Linked DNA regions of Mus musculus: regions 2 and 3 are each linked to region 1. A link is a contact called in public Hi-C and HiCAR-type data. All regions are on one chromosome and are shown on one strand. Each heading gives the region's core, a stretch centred on a gene start, on an enhancer-like site or on the middle of the called end of the contact. The rest is flanking DNA. Distances are from core to core; before and after follow the strand shown.

Evidence for each region. A called contact is a pair of places that touch in the nucleus more often than the background predicts. HiCAR-type assays count read pairs that join an accessible place to other places.
Region 2: a HiCAR-type map of fibro-adipogenic progenitors shows a contact between it and region 1, with 4 times the contacts expected there. The contact joins the enhancer-like site here to the promoter of Sdk1 in region 1. A contact is called at or near these places in 9 of 39 promoter capture datasets (cranial neural crest, embryonic stem cells, epiblast stem cells and 4 more), 4 of 484 Hi-C or Micro-C datasets (cortical neurons, liver and nephron progenitors), 7 of 115 datasets of contacts at active chromatin or transcription factors (a beta-TC-6 cell line, craniofacial prominence, embryonic forebrain and 4 more) and 1 of 9 other capture datasets (embryonic stem cells).
Region 3: a Hi-C map of adipose-derived mesenchymal stem cells shows a contact between it and region 1, with 2.9 times the contacts expected there. The contact joins the enhancer-like site here to the promoter of Sdk1 in region 1. A contact is called at or near these places in 3 of 39 promoter capture datasets (frontonasal cranial neural crest, hippocampal neurons and trophoblast stem cells), 1 of 484 Hi-C or Micro-C datasets (adipose-derived mesenchymal stem cells), 3 of 115 datasets of contacts at active chromatin or transcription factors (embryonic forebrain, forebrain and stem cell-derived neural progenitor cells) and 2 of 9 other capture datasets (adipose tissue and pancreatic islet).

Annotation. Positions count from the first base shown.
Region 1 is chr5:141,239,825-141,243,474 of GRCm38.p6, reverse strand. It overlaps Sdk1 (sidekick cell adhesion molecule 1), which reads right to left and starts at 1,941. Exons shown (of 45, transcript NM_177879.5): 1 at 1,383-1,941. The coding sequence starts at 1,626.
Region 2 is chr5:141,494,409-141,498,058 of GRCm38.p6, reverse strand. The region is part of intron 1 of Sdk1 (sidekick cell adhesion molecule 1); the gene reads right to left. Among named protein-coding and RNA genes, the nearest start is that of Gm24131, 70 kb to the left of the region's middle. Within about 2 kb of position 1,543, at least 10 of the 459 cell types and tissues checked have an H3K27ac peak or open chromatin away from gene starts, as enhancers often do. A contact at or near this core is called in fibro-adipogenic progenitors, where this site is marked.
Region 3 is chr5:141,461,072-141,464,721 of GRCm38.p6, reverse strand. The region is part of intron 1 of Sdk1 (sidekick cell adhesion molecule 1); the gene reads right to left. Among named protein-coding and RNA genes, the nearest start is that of Gm16035, 82 kb to the right of the region's middle. Within about 2 kb of position 1,566, at least 7 of the 459 cell types and tissues checked have an H3K27ac peak or open chromatin away from gene starts, as enhancers often do. A contact at or near this core is called in adipose-derived mesenchymal stem cells, where this site is marked.

The sequences.
Region 1 (3,650 bases), core at 692-3,191:
ATTGCAACGCGGATTAGAAACACACCGCATTAACCCCTTAACTGCCTCCAGACCTAGCGACCCGCAGTCCTGGCCAGGTGATTCAGAGAGTAGGGAGCCCTAAATGCTCGCCAAGTTCCAAGCACTGCGCCGAGGAGCACCCACAACCCCGAGGTGACTCCATGCCACAACCACAAAGTCTACCTCAGGGAATCCACCCCAGGTGGCGCGCACCCCAAGAGTCCACCCCAAAGATGCTCATTCAATACAGCACTCATCTATAGAATCCATCCAAAGTGTGAGCACCCAGGGATCCGCTCAGGGTTGTCTACTCCAATACTATCTATCCATCCCCAATGTACACCCCAAAGATATCTATCCCTAGCCCACTCAAAGCTGAATATACCCCCACAGGAGTGTCAACCTTAAAATCCACCATGTGTATTCATATAATCTAGGAAATGATCACTCAGTCTATCCCAGGAGTGTGAATTCTAAAATTTCATGCTCCCAAGGCCTAGCCCAGATGTGTCCATCTCTAAAGTCCACCCCAGGGATGTTCAATCCTAATACAGTCTATCCCAGGTGATGCCCACTCCAAGACTCCAGTGTGCACCTCCACAGCCCAGCCAAGGGGTATGCATCCATAGTTCACCCCAGAGGTGTCACCCCAAGACTGTGTAACTCTCTATAGCTCAGCCCTGAGGTATCTACCTGCAAAGTCACCTCAGTGATGTCCACCCCTAATATAGTTCACCCCAAAGGTGTCACCCCAAGACTTTGCAGCCCTGAAACTCAGTCCAAAGGTATCCACTCATAACATAGCCCATCCCAGATGGTGCCCACAAAGTATACCACAGGGTGTCACCCCTCAAGCTCAGCTCATAGGTGTCCACTTGCAAAGTCACCTCAGAGATGTCCAGTCATAATGCATACCAAGTGGTGCCCACAAAATTCACCCAAAGGTGTCACCCAAGATTGTGTACCCCTAAACCTCAGCCCAGAAGTATATTACTTGCAAAGTCACCTCAGGGGTTTCCACTCATATAGTACATCCCAAAGGTGTGACCCTAAGACTACACAGCCCTGAAACTCAGCCCAGATATACCCACTCACAACATAGTCTATCCCAGGTAGCACCCACAAAGTACACTGCGGGTTGTCACCCCAAGATTGTGCACCCCTGAAGCCCAGCCCATAGGTGTCCACTTGCAAAGTCACCTCAGAGATGTCCACTCATAATACAGACCAGGTGGAGCCCACAAAGTCCACCCCTGGGGTGTCACCTCTGGCGGCGCGCGCTTCAGGAGTCCACCCCGGGACTGCGCACCCCTAAAGCCCACCCCGGGAGGCACCCACAAAGTCCACCTCGGGGGTGTCTCGGCGGTCAGGCCCGCACCTACCTTGCGCCAGCGCCCGCAGCAAGTGCAGCTGGAGCAACAGCAGCGCCCACCACCCGCGGCCCGGCCTCAACTTTGCCGCCCGCCGGCCCGCGCCCGGCCCGGGGGTCCTGGGCGCTGCGCGCAGCCCTGGGCACTCGGGGTCGCAGTGGTGACCGGTCCGGCTCCTCCGCGGCCGCCCGGGCCCCGCTCGCTCAGGGGGCGCCGCGACTCCGCCGCCCGCCACCGAGGGCCGGGCGCGGGCCATGCCGCGGAGCCGCCACCCCCGGGCGCCGCGGGACGGGCAGGGCGGGCGGGAGCGCGCAGACCCGCTGAGGCAGCGGCGAGCGCCGAGGGGCGGCGTCCGGGCTCCGATGAGCAGCGAGCCGGGTCGAGGAGAAGTTGTCAGCGAGCGAGGAAATGCCCAGCACGTCGCCCCCGCTCCTCGCAGCCGCACAGCGCCGGCCCCGCAGCGCTCTGTGAGGGGAGCTGAGCAGAACGCCTCTGCCGCCGCCTCTGCCGCCGCCGCCCCCGCCCGGCGCTGAGGAGAAAGTGCGCCCGCCCGCGCGCCGGCTCTCGCCTCGGCCGCCGCGACCGCCGCGCCCCATTCACAGCCCGGCCGCACGCGCCGCCCGCGCCCGCCACCCGCATCTGATTGGCCGAGCCCGGCGGCTCTCGCGCCTGGGACCCGCCCCCACGGCGCTCGCTTGTTTTCAAACTCGCCGCGCCCGCCCGCTTGCAATTTCGTGCCCGGGCCCAGAGCGACTTCCCGCGCCCGCTGCGCCCCCTAGGGACCCGCGGCGGGGATTGCAGCCGGCGCGCCGTCTCGGCACGCGCTTCCCCGGCGGGCTTGTCTGCGGGGCGTGCTCAGGCGGGGCGGTGCCTGCTCCCTTGCCGGGAGACCCCAGGGGCTGAGCTGCACGTCCCGCGGGTGGGACGACACCAGGTGTGGCGGCCCCCTGGCACCGCAGTCCCTACTGAGCCCGAGGGACTAGGGATCGGAGGGCCAGTGGGCACGCCCCTCCATGCGTCCCGGGAGCCTTCCTGCTTCCAGCCAGGGACTCTGATGCTGGGGTGGTTCCGAGCCAAGTTGCTGTCATTGCAAAGGAGAAAGGCGCGCGATCGAGTTTTCAATTCCCAGCAATCAGAAGCACCGTGGGGCGCAAAGACGCAACCTATTCTGAGGAGTGGACATGGCTTTGGAAGAAGTGTCCAAGGTCATGCGTGGCCAGCAGGACCACAGTACAGGGTACTTCCCGCTGTGCGTGGGAGGATTTGGAGGAAGGACCTGCAGCGTCAAGGATCGGACATCCCAGGGCCTGGGGAGTCTGCAGGGGTGGAGAGGTCGGGATGGGCGCGGACCCTCAGCAGCATGTGGTAACCATTAGCTGAGTTTATAGGGTGAACTAAGCACGCTGGAGCCTAGAGGCTGGGACTTTTGTGAGAGGGAAACTGGAGAGAGAGGCGGGTAACAGTCCAGTCTTGCGTTTTTAGGAGTTATCGGAGAGCTTGTGATGGAGTTTGAGTGAGGTCATATATGACTAGAAGGCCAAAGAGACAGCGAGTGTGCCCTGCCAGGGGCTGGCTCCCTAGGAAGTGTGTTGTGTCAGCTTACAAGTACTTGTGATTGATGATTGTCCCTGCTAACAAAAAGCCCCAGGCAAGGGGCTGAGACTCGTGAGTTAGCGCTAATTCCTGTTTGCAGAGTCCCTGTACTGAGCTGCCTCTTGACACATCTGCCTGTGTTAACAGTTAAGGAAAAGTGGGGAAACTGACGCCCAGATAAAATTGGTGGGTTATGAGCTCTATCTGAAGACCCAGTCTCTGCCTTTTGCCCTTTCCTACACATGCTATGAAAAAGCAAAGGAATAAAAACTGCATCTAAAATATTCACTGTTCTCTGGGGCGGGGGAGGGGGGGTGCGGGGGGAGGCAGGGCTTCTAAATGGGCAATGGTTGCTAGGTAAAAGAAGTGTCCCCTCAGCGATGGCACCCCGAGAACAAGTGGATTCTGGCAGGAGTGGAGGAAGGTGGTATTTGTAAATTTCTGTTGCCAACTATGTGGATTTCTACAAGCTTACAGGCTTATGTAAATGCCAAGAGAACGATAAATGAGCAATGTCTGCTGTGCTAGGGGGTGGGGCACGACGCGGGGACACTGGACTCTGGGAGGGTCCAGGCAGCATCACCTCCCCCACCAAACTGCTGTCACTGGTGTTTACAAACGTGAAGTGACCTCTAAGGTCAAGGGTGCAAATCTTGCCCTCTCCTCCTTTAAGCACCCCTGCCTTGC
Region 2 (3,650 bases), core at 294-2,793, 250 kb before region 1:
GTTAGCACAAATAAGTGAATCAGGTGTAAGACAAAGACGTGCTTAACTTCCAGACATCTCAGTCAGGGGAGCCGCAAACTTTCAGCTGTGAGCGGCACACACGGGCCAGGGTTCTCATGCAGAGCATCCAGGGTCAGAGGCTCTTTTCTTTCTGTTGTGAATTTGTGTTTTGGACCATTTCCATGGACGGTCCTGGCAGAGGATCTCTACTCCAAATACCTCCAGATCAAGACTGTCCGACCTCAGGACAGATGTCTCTGCTCGTGCAGAGGTGCAATTCCTAGCACCTAGGTGGTAGCCCACAACTGCCTAAACCCTGAGTTCCAGAGGCTCCAGTGCCTTCTGACCTCCATGGACACCAGTATGCACATGATGCATGGAACTACACAAAGGCATTCACACACACACACACACCAAAAGTAAACAAATCTTCAACAAGAATGTCTAGCTTGTATATTAATCCCAGTGCTTTACAAAGTTCAGTTATATACAACAAGATCATCCAAAAATGCCCTTAGGCAAGAATAATTTTGCCCACGTGACTTTTACAAACTACCACTGTGTCAGTGGGAGGAACCCAAAATAAACAACAGAAACAATTGCATCTCTATAGCAGTGAGAGAGGAAATAGCATGGGTGATAGCAAATGTTGAACCACTAAAATCACTACCCATACAACGACTTAATAGGCAATATATTCTAACCACCTGAAATTACTTCCTAGCTAGACTAGGAATAAGGCTGTGAAGTTATAGGAGCCAACGAGCAAGTCAAAGACAGTACTAACTGGAACTCTGAAGTTCCAGTGTTCGTTCATTCGTTCTTTCTCTCTCTCTCTCTCTCTCTCTCTCTCTCTCTCTTTCTCTCTCTCTTTCTTTCTTTCTTTCTTTCTTTCTCTCTTTCTTTCTTTCTTTCTTTCTTTCTTTCTTTCTTTTTCTTTCCTTCTTTCTTTCTTAAAGTTTAAAGAAAAAAAAAACCAGTGAATTCATCTCCAATTAAGTATTCTAAATGTCTACTTTAAAACCTAAAACAACAACAACAAACCTAAACTCGGGGGCTGCTCCAACCCAGTCAGTGAAGTGTTTGCCACAGAAGAAAGAGGATCTGAGTTCAAAGGCCAGACTTGATACAAAGTCTTGGGTGTGTTGGCCTGTGCTTATAAGCCCTGGACTGTGGACCCCTGGGCTCGCTGGCCACTCAGTATAGCCTACCTGGCAAATTCTAAGCCTTTCATGAAGGACTCTGTCTCAAATAATCAAGGTGGACAGCTCTTACTGAGGACTGATACACATGGCTGACCTCTGGCCTCTACATGGTACATACATGTGCACCCACACAAATATATACATGCCTTGACTTCCATCACATTTCTCAATATCCTTAAAAAGTCAAAATATCCATGAGCATTTCAACTTAAAGCTGAGAGCAAACAGAGGTTTCATAGGAAAGCACGAACATCAGGCACTGGTTAAGATCAGGCCCAGAGAGGCTTGGAATGATTCAGCTCCAAATGGAGACTGATGCAATGATTGACCTTTAGCCTCAATTGAAAACTCCTCACAGGAAGTCACTGCATCACCCTGGCAATGGGGAATAGATCGGATACTCAGAGTATAGGCCCCGTCAATCAAAGCTCAGAGCAAATGAATGAATCATTTGCTGGAACATGAGGCAGTTATTTTCGTAAAATGCTTGAAAACATAATTATAAACATCACTCAAATTATCTCAAAGCAATGAAAATTCATCAGAGATGATCAACTATACAATAAGGACTTTTCATTACACAACATAGTCTAAGGATACTGGCTGGCCTTCTGGAGGGCACTCTACTCTGTTTTTATACAGAGATATAATAAGGTGAATTATCAGCTCTCACAAACCACGCCATCGTACAAATTGGTCCACAGACATAATTTCAGACTCCCTCAGAGCTCTCCAGGAGGGGGATGAGTGCTGAAGTCCCATGTGTGAATTTAGCCACCTTGGTGACATCATTTCTTCTTATTTCTTCATCATACTGTGACTTGATATTGAAAATAATTTTAAAATACATGGTTTACTGTTATGTGCAGCTTTTGAAAACACTGCATTGCTAATATCACAAATAACAAATAGTTTTCTTCCTTTTGTTGATTCTATTCACACCATTTTTCTTTATAAAACATGATTCTCTTTATCCTTTCTAACTTTTGTGTTAAACCCTTTCCACCAGCCACCAGTAAATATCTCTTATAAACTAATGATATAAATTTTCTTTTAGTAATATCAAAAGCTTAAAGGTTTGCACTCATGTAGTCAATGAGACAGTGACAAATGTTTAAGCAGAGGGTGGTGTCCAGTTTCCTTCCATTGCTGTGATAAAACATTCTGAGCAAAAGCAATGTGGGGAGGACAGGATTTATTCAGCGTACACTTCCAGGTCACAATCCATCACCAAGTCAGGCAGGAACTTAGGAAAGTGCTCAGAACAGAACCCATGGATGAATGTTGCCTGCTACTCCCTCAGTGGCTCGTATTCAGCTCTTTCTCGTACAACCCAGATCACACACAGGTGGTACTGGGTTCTTCTCTATCAATCAACCAAGGCAATTCTCTCACAGACATGGCCTCAGGACAATCTTACCTAAGCAATTCCTTAATTAGAGTTCCTTCTTCCTGCCTCACTCTAGGCTGTGTCAAATAGACAATAAAAACTCAACAACTCAGGTGGTAGACATCTGTGAAGGATCCATAGAAAATATTCTTGCATAAGAAATACCTAATTTTTGCCCCATGACAGATTCAAAGAAGTGATTTCTAAAACTATATAGTTTGTTTTTAAATATATACATATAAACTCTTGCTATTTTTGAGATGATATAATAGATACCTATACAGGCCTTGTTGTAGTGAAATCAGGCCATCCTAGATATTATAATGACAACTGATTGTTTTCTCAGACTTTGTATTCCAGTGATGTGAAGGTCATTGCTTATAGCTAGTTATAGACCTCTCTCCCCACTCAAAACTAAGAAAACTTGAAGAAATGGCCTAAAATAATCTGTATTAGTTGTCCTATTTATAGCTATAACAAATTGCCGTAAATCCAGTAATTCAAAACACCACAAATTTATCATCTCACCATTATGGAGGTGGTATTGTCTGGGATAAAATAGAGGTCGCAGTACAGCTCTATCTCTTTGGGAGGCCTCATGGAAGGCACCTTGGTCTTTCTCACTCACAAATGCCCCTTCCCTCCCTTGCTTGGTTTTGATATGGTTTGAGTCCATCCCATATTGGTCCATGTGTTGGAAGTTTGATCCCCAGCACAGCGATGGAAGAGGTAGGCCTTAGTGGGGAGTCATTAGGTCATTGAAGGAGCTGCCTTCGAAGGATTTACATGCAGATGTAAGACTTTGTTAGCTCCTGAGAAAGGCTGGTCCCTGGAACTCTCTAGCTTCCTGTTCCATCATGTGACTCTCAAGGTACCCCCCCCCCCCACTATCAGATCATCATGATATAACACGGTTAGAGAAGCATTCATCAAAGCCCACATCATACTGCTTAGACTGTCATGCCCCCAAACTGGGGACCTAAATAAAGCCTCTTATCAAGTTACACATCTTCAGCATTTAGTGGCCGAAACAGAAACTGGCTGCTACACGCATC
Region 3 (3,650 bases), core at 317-2,816, 220 kb before region 1:
TTCAGCATGTGGCTTTCTCGCCACTCAGGGCAGAATGAAGCACACCCCCCTGAAGCACAGGGTCATGATGCACACCAGAGGACTTCTGGTTTATCTTTTCCTATTATGAAATAGCTGGAAATTTAAAAAAAAAGCTAGGTATATGTCCTGTGCCACATTAATTATCTATTTAAACTACACAGTCTTAAATTGAGCTGTGCCACCGTCACAATTTGATTTTGGAAAGTTTCATCTCTGCACAAAGTATTCCATGTTCACTAGCACTGGCCACTGCTCTCAGTGGCCCTCAGCAGCCGCTGGTGTACTTTCTCCTTGTACAGCTTGCTCATCTTTCCCTTTATCCACAGTGGTCTGCTCTGAACCTCTCATGAAAATGGAACCATGACTCTATGAGCCGTCGTTCCTCTTCTTCCACTAAGCTTGTTTCCAGGGGTCTTTCAAGTTATAATATGTAATATGTAAATATATAACATGTATTATGCAATATGTAAATATGTACTAGGGTTTTGTTCATTATTGTTGCAAAATAATATTCAAATACTGACTATGTCGTATTTTGGTTATTCATTCATCAGCAGACAATTAGTTTAATGTTTTGTTTTGTTTTTCAGAAACATTTTTCCACTGCTGGGGGTAGAACTCAGGGCCCCAGGCATGATAGCCTAGTGCTCTATCACTGACTTAGATCTTTAGCAATAAAAAATCTTACATTTTGATGAACAATGTAAATGGAATTTGTGATTCTCCATGGATAGGCTTATACATACCTATGAGTAGAACTTCAAGGTCACATGGTGTCATTATCCCAATTATTTTGAAGACCTATGGCATTCTTTTTAAGATGCTTGTTCATGAGTGAGGTAAGAGAATACCTCACACATGATTGCCTTTGCTTGACCCAAGTTCCAAAGGCACACACTGATTTTCTTTAAGAGAGTTCATTTTTGTGTGTTGGTTGAGAGCTGGGGTCCTACCTGCCTTGCCCTGTGCATGTTCAGTTGTGCAACATGATGCACAGAACACTATTTTCCTACCTCACCTTACTGCTTTTGAGGAAATACGAAGGCTGCTTCCCATCCCTCTGCTCCTTGCCTTTCTTTACAGCATCTGCAGGGCAGCCCTGGAACTGCAGTTCAGACAGGAGTTTAAAACCAGAGTGTGAACCCTCCAATTTTGAGCCTTCCCAAGATCATTCAAGGTTGGTTTTATTTGATTGCTTATGTATTTCAGGGGTGGGGTCCCTTGGGTTGCTCAATGGGCATCAGAATAAACATGTCAAATTCTTCAGCCGAGCCAGCCAAAGTTTTGATATGATCTGTGTTTAACATGCAGACACTGTCTTTTAAGACACAACCACCTCGTGTCTTTCCATGTGTTTCCTGCTTCCTACAGTATTTTGTGACCTTCAGTGTATCACTCCTGTACTGTTTGAAACTTTTATTACAAAGGACGTCACTCTCTGATCAGCAGTGTTAATGCACTTAGTTTCCTAGTTAAATCTGTGGACAGTTACTATTGCTCACTGGCTTCCACAGGATTCAAGCGTTACTGCTGACGGGAAAGGACTCGTGTTGAAATATTAGGAATGTTGTAAACCAAATAATTGCATTCTCCCAAACAGTTCTGTCAGAACCCTGACTCACGGTGAACAACTTTTTCCACCTCCTTTTTCCCTGGGGCTGATAAATTTTTTAAGAACATCATAAGTACATGAAATTTAAATATTTTGTTTAATAGTCATTTGCCACTTGCAGAGGAGGACAAGATTGTGGCAAGCATGCCAATATTTCATGTAATTTTAATGAAAAGAAAGCCAAAGCATTAGATGTAACAATGGCACCGTTCTGGAGTCCACTAGGCTGACAACAGCGGGGTGATATTAATGATCCCACCATCTACAGAGGTAATTCCAACTGGAGGAAGAACAAGATATTTTGCAGACACTTCATTAAGCCTCGCTACATCAGGATGATTTGACTGGATCGGGATGAACATTTTTACGTGGGTTTCACAGGCAGACAAAGGATGCTGAGAGACAAGTTGCCGTCCTCAAGGTCATGCAAAAGGTAAAAAGGGTCTAATACTGGGTCTAATACTACATTTCTACGTTTCTAATTGTAATAATAATTTCTCACATTTGTCAGGAATACAGGTACATACTTACAAAAAGATAGCTAAAATGTACATAAACCCAACTTTCATACTTAGACAGAGCACTATTAAAATTAAATCATCTTTTAAAAGATGTTGTGGAGGTAAGAGTGACTTCACTAAAACAACGAGTGTCAAAGTTCTCCAAAGCAGTCCTCAGTTAATGATCTCTTAGTAGACTGAAATTGTCACCACATAGCTTTATTTAATAGTAGTAACTAATTAAACCCCAATTATAAGGTGTGCATCATTAGCAATAGAGACCAAATGGCAATGGGTTTATGTAGCATGGAATTTCTGTGAAAGGGTTTCCCATCTCTCTCACAGTAAACATAACAAGTTACACAGAATAAACCCCTCAGATCTGTAAAACAGTAAGTGGGAATAAACGGAATAATCCAACAGTTTCAAAACACTTTAAACTTCACACTGTCTACTACAAACAGTAGCTGGTGTGAATCTTGGAGAGTGTACAAAGCAGGAAGGACTTATCAGGTCTCGGGTCTCTGTTTTCCTCCTGAGAGCATATACATCATTCGCCATAACCACAAAGCTCAGATGACTGCTGCCATTTCAACAAGAAAGGAGCTTGAAGTGATCATGGCTTGGATCTATAATCCTGGCACTCAGGAAGGAGCCTGAGGCAGGAGGAAAACCAGGAGTCTGAAGCCAGCCTGAGCTACTGTGTTATATCCAAAGAAGAAGACATGGAGAAGAAAGGGAGGGAAGGAGGGAGGGAGGGAGGGAGGGAGGGAGGGAGGGAGGGAGGACAGATGAGGACCCTTTACTTCAGTAGCCAGAAGGATCATAGGACAAGTTCATGAACTAAAAACATACCTATGGATTCACTGACATGACTCAGAAAAGCACATGCCATCAAACAGCCTGCCCTGGTACCTCAGCTACTCACCGTTCTGTCTCAGTAACACATGAGGCCCAGGGACACAGAACAAAAACATGTTTCTGGGTCACCTAAACTGATGCCAAAATCCCATGCATTAAAGCATTTCATGCACAAGCTGATCCCTTAGGCTGTCACTCAGAACATAATTGTTCTATTTCCAAATCATTTCAATCAGGATTTTTCTTGGTTGGCTAATCCACAGCAAATTGGCTGTGGCAGGCGAGAGCAAAGTCAAGCGATCTGACCAGGTGTGCTACCCAAGCAGGAGACAGCTACCTTCTCTAGAGTGACTGTACTGGCTGGTTTTGTGTCAACTTGACACAGCTGGAGTTATCACAGAGAAAGGAGCTTCAGTTGAGGAAATGCATCCATGAGATCCAACTGTAAGGCATTTTCTCAATTAGTGATCAAGGGGGAAAGGCCCCTTGTGGGTGGGACCATCTCTGGGCTGGTAGTCTTGGTTCTATAAGAGAGCAGGCTGAGCAAGCCAGGTGAAGCAAGCCAGTAAAGAACATCCCTCCATGGCCTCTGCATCAGCTCCTGCTTCCTGACCTGCTTGAGTTCCAGTCCTGACTTCCTTGGTGATGAACAGCAG